Regions from separate parts of the Triticum aestivum genome. Here region 2 is linked to region 1. The links are chromatin contacts, called in public Hi-C maps. All regions are on one chromosome and are shown on one strand. The core of a region is the stretch at or near the end of the contact, and the rest is flanking DNA. Distances in the headings are between cores, read along the strand shown. Region 1 holds the start of LOC123124618 (LOB domain-containing protein 12). Region 2 holds the start of LOC100270662 (ferritin-1, chloroplastic).

Region 1 (2,561 bases), core at 26-2,525:
GCTAGCTCTTAGTGGTGAAACATTGTCGGCAGGTTAGTTATTTAGGGTGAAACTGAAACATGCATGCCTGAACTTTCTAGAGTTTTGATAGCAACGTGCATGTGCATGCACGCATCGCAACAACTTTAGAAATCCTGCCTCCTTCCTGGGTCAGGACTCGGTACTTTGTAGTGTTCCTTTTCCCATGCACTGAGAAAGGAGGACGTTGCTGTACACGAGAACACAGAGAAACAATATGCCCTTTTTCTCTCTCGGCAGATGAAAATCGATGCATGAGAAGCAAGACTTTTGTACATGTTGATATAGTATGATACTGGTATAGTATACTATGCTTCTTGTTTCTCTTCTTTGAGGCAGCAATAATCCTTCTAGGCAAACTATGCATCTTGTAGTGTAGCTCCAGCATGAATTTGTCCTGTCATCCACACTGGAAACACAACCGGGTTAGCTAGAGGTATAGGGTGTGGTTGCACAGTCTGCATCACAAGTTGGTACGAGGCCTTAATGCGTTGGACATGGCCGCATGGGTGCACGTACGTACCTGATGACTAGCATCAGACATTGCGGATACTTGTCTCTAGCTAGCAATGCTATTATTGACATGTATATTATAGAAATGCTTCCATACGATGATGTAGCAGTACCGTTCTAGTGCAGGACAAATCCACAATCTCTCCTTGTCCGCATGATGATGATGTAGCAGCACCGTTCTAGGGCCGGGCGTACATACGTGTCAGGTTTTCTCCTGGTCTTGGCTTGATTTATTTAGTATATATGCGTATGGGATAAACAAATACTGGTATCTGTTGTTTTCTCACTATATTTGATTAGCGGTGCTAGTACTGTAGTTGCTTAGCATTGAAGATTGAATTGAAGCTAGTAGTAGTACATTCACCAATTTGTAGAGAAGAGTGAAACAGACATCCTCACGTCGAGCCCCGCCATTTCCCTTGCCGACTTACAATTATTCACCTCTAGGCTAGCTCTAGCTAGTAACACTTCTTCCTCTCTAATTAATGCATGTTGCTGCTAAGTCTTCGATCTTCACCTCATTTATGCGGGGAAGCTAGGGTTAATTAAACAAGTACATGTTAACAGCGTGCGTCAGACGGATCAGACCAGCAATGCTAATTTATCTCTGAGTGTGTGTTTCATCTAATGGAAGGTCAACTCTGAACGTGCATGCATGCAGTGTCAAATATTGATCCAGGCTCTGCAGCCAGCTAAGTGTGGCGGTGCCGCGTGAAGTGAATGGTAAGCAGAATTGCCAGATCATAACGGCCATTGGAGGATGCAATGCATAGACTAATAATCAACCTTTGCTGCTAAATACAGACAAACAAGGCAGGAGGCCTTTACACACACTGCATCCAGCACCAGTAGGTACATGGCTCTACACCTATTCTATGCTAGATGAATGTGATCCAGCAAGCAACATGACAGGGCTCATTAATTAGCACAAAACCATCACTAAACTAGTTTATCATGCTTGTTTGTTTGTTTGTCCTGATTAACGAGGGTGTGCATGGAATTAGCAGCCAACCTCCCTCATTGACACCTAGCTTAGCCTCCATCTTCCTTCCTGGCTGGCTGCTTCCTCTATAAAAAGGCCAAGCTCTGCACCCATCACCCTCCCCCTTTGCAACCATCTCCATACATTGCTCTATCTTCTCTTCTCTTCTCTTCTCTTCTCTAAGCCCGTAGCAAAGAGGAAAGCACTGCCATGGCCGGGGCTCAGACGGGGAGCAGCGCCACACCGTGCGCGTCATGTAAGCTCCTGCGGCGACGGTGCACCAGGGACTGCGTGTTCGCGCCTTACTTCCCGCCGGAGGACCCGCACCGGTTCGCCACCGTGCACAGGGTCTTCGGCGCCAGCAACGTGAGCAAGATGCTGCAGGAGCTCCCTGCGGCGCAGCGGGCTGATGCTGTGAGCAGCCTGGTGTACGAGGCCACCGCGCGGATGCGGGACCCCGTTTACGGATGTGCCGGAGCCATCTCCTACCTCCAGCAGCAGGTCTCCCAGCTCCAGGTGCAGCTCGCCGTCGCGCAGGCCGAGATCCTCCAGCGCATCAACCACCCTTCCCCGGCCACTGCATTTCATCTGCAGGAGCTCCAGCAGCGCCAGGCGCAGCAGCAGCAGCAAATGCAGATGGATGATGATGACAAGGCGTATAGCAGCCTCGTCATGCAGAATGATCTGATGAGCACGCTGCTGCTACAGGAGGCGTGCCTTAAGAAAGAGTCCCTATGGACATGATCATTATGTGCCATAACTGTCTAGTGTTTTTCTACTTTGATGATTCATAAACAGTGTCTCTGCTTCTGTAATTTTCTGAAAATTGGGAAATTGAGAAGAAAGTTGATTGCTTGGGACACATGTTGTTTTGGATAATGCCTCCGCATCGCACACACCCAGTTGGGACACATATTCATGCATTGCATAGTACCTCCATTTCTATTCATGGGTAACCTAGACAAAAACTGGTTGAGGTTTTCTGAACCACAAAGTTCAGTTAGTTCAGGCTTATCTCCACAAGACATGTTTGAGGAGTGCCTTTGTC
Region 2 (2,561 bases), core at 29-2,528, 180 kb before region 1:
CAAATCCTAACTCATACAACCAGATTCACCCTAAGGTTTACTTAACTTTTGCAACAACATCGAGTTTTTGTATGTGTTCCTGATCTGGCAACGCATCCGAACCACTCCAGACAACTCAAGTTTCAAATGAACAACCAGACACTCGTTATCACACAATAAGCACATCACATGCATTCCCCATGTAATGTAACGCACTGTAATAAAATGCAAAGATGTCCAGAATAACTGTATAAGGAAGGCAACTTACCATACAGGGCATCGCCTTTCTCAGGATGGTCGAACTCTGTTAAGGGTGTGACGATTGACTGGAGCCTCACCCTCCCTCCACGTTTGTTCTGGTCGACACAAGAATACACGAAGCATGAATATATGCAGCACGGGGCAACGATCTGGACCAATCAAAGCTAGCAATTAGAGAGGTAGAGAAATCGATACCTGGTACTCCATGAGCTTCTCGGCGTGTCCTCTCTCCTCATCGCTTGACTCCTTGAAGAACCTGCAAGAACAACGGCGCATCAGAACACTGTACTGGTAGATTTTTAACGAATCCACCGGGCCAGATTTGGTGGTGTGGTGAGTGGGGACTTACTTGGCAAATCCCTTGAGAGCAACGTTGTCGCGGTCGAAGTATGCAAAGAGGGAGTGATACGCGTACGAGGCATTGTACTCCACACTGCAATGGCAGTTTTAAAGATTAAATCGACAGTCCCATCCATTTCGTATTGAAATCATAGCGGAAACAGAGTCTCTTTTGTGGCAGTTTAAAACGGTTTCACGATCCGTACACAGAAATAGTGCTTCTGCATGATTCGTCAGAGAAACACGCACCGGAGAAGAAGAAGAATTCATTTTATTTCTACCAAGCGGAGCAACACTCACTTGATCTGCTCGTTGAGGGCGGCCTCGCACTCGTCGACGAACTTGTGCCTGGCGAGCGACTGGTCCTTGCCCTGCGGCACGAGCGAGAGCTCCCCCTTGAGCTCCTCGAACGGCTGGAACATCACACCGCTGAGCACCTCCTTCCCCTTCGCCGCGGCCCTGCAGCAGACCGCCGACCCTGCCGCAGACGGCAGGGCCCCCGGCAACCTCACCGAACCGGCGGTGAGCCCCGCCCCGGAGAGCTGGCCAACCGCTGCGGCGGCGGCGGTGGCCGGAGACGGCGCAACCCTAGGCAACATCTCGAACCCGAACGGCGGCGGCGCGCTTGCTATTCCGGAAATTGTGGGAGCGGGATTTGGTTTGTGCGGTGGAAGGTGGGAGAGGTGAAGGTGGGAGAGGTGGAGGTGGGGATAGATATAGGCGCGTGGTGCCCGCGGATCCGCGGCACGTGGACGGCGGAGATGGGCTGGGAGGGGCGGGGGCGCGTGGGGTGCGCGTGGCGGGCGAACGCACGGGCGGGGATATTTTGGGCTGTGTGGTGGTGGTGGAGCCCGGTGGCAGCGGAGGTGGAGCGAGTTCTGCCGGTCGTGTAGGGAGGAGAACGAGCATCTGGTTTCGTCTTCTCTTTTGTGCAACATGTATTATTGGGATTTATTTCATGTTTTTGGACGTGCATTTACATTTCTTTATGGACAAGATTATCTGCTATGATTCTTATATAGGTGGAAGTAATGTATTTAACTTCATCTTTTGCTACTTTCGGCACAAGCTATATGCTAAGTCATTAGTGTACAGTCGCAAAAAGAGAGAGTCATTGGCGTATGTTTACGGATCCGGCTTGCCTGCTCCCTCCCCATGCTCCCATCCGTGCTTCCACCTCATCCTACGGCTGTCTTTTTTCTCTTTTCCCTTCTAATCTAATCACCCCCCCTGATTTTAAGGAGATGGGGCCGGGCCTTATTTTGTTCCAATCAAATCAAGTCACGTACGCGGGAGCACGGATGGGAGCATGGAAAAGGAGCAGTCAAGTCTCGTCCTATGTTTACAAGCCATAAGGGTGGTCACAATGGAAGGTTATCATAGTGGGGAATAACTTTAGGTCAAATAAAGATTAAAACACATGCAAGTATTAAAAAAAGATTTCTATTGCCCGGCTCGTGGCACTTGACTTGATCTGTGTGCTGATACGGATCAGGTGACATGCCCACAACCAGTCACGTTCTAACTTGCGGGCACCCATCCGTTTGATTCGAAATGGACAAATCAGACCAAGAACTTTAACAAGAAGTCATTGTTCATGATGTGATGTAGACCAGGTACTGTAGAAGTGCACTGTAACTATCTCACCGTTTATGTCGATCTGTATGTCGATCCTTGATTGGACGGTCTGGGATGAGGGCAAGTCACCATACTGCTCACCGGTGACTCGCTCAAGCAAGTCGCCGGATCTCAGCCCTTTGCGTGCATAGGATTGCAAAAAAGAAGTTTGAGTGGATTGTAATTATTTCATTGTTATTCCTTTGAAAATCAAACCAAAAGAAAAAATCTTCATTTCTCACGTGTCATTTTTCCGCACCAAATGGGTAGATAGTGGTTCTCAACGTATGACCAAATTGTTTTCCTTTGCTCTTGCTAAGCGGTGGCGGCGGCAGATCTAGTACCTTCCAGCTTAGCCGGCCAAC

What was found. A called contact is a pair of places that touch in the nucleus more often than the background predicts.
Region 2: a contact with region 1 is called in a Hi-C map of leaf, with 2.3 times the contacts expected there. The contact joins the promoter of LOC100270662 here to the promoter of LOC123124618 in region 1. A contact is called at or near these places in 3 of 5 Hi-C or Micro-C datasets (leaf and an unstated tissue).

The regions. Positions count from the first base shown.
Region 1 is chr5D:248,029,871-248,032,431 of IWGSC CS RefSeq v2.1, reverse strand. It overlaps LOC123124618 (LOB domain-containing protein 12), which reads left to right and starts at 1,275. Exons shown (of 1, transcript XM_044545205.1): 1 at 1,275-2,373. The coding sequence starts at 1,724. The coding sequence ends at 2,257.
Region 2 is chr5D:248,206,958-248,209,518 of IWGSC CS RefSeq v2.1, reverse strand. LOC100270662 (ferritin-1, chloroplastic) reads right to left here and starts at 1,278. Exons shown (of 8, transcript XM_044540503.1): 1 at 880-1,278; 2 at 590-673; 3 at 436-496; 4 at 248-335. The coding sequence starts at 1,178.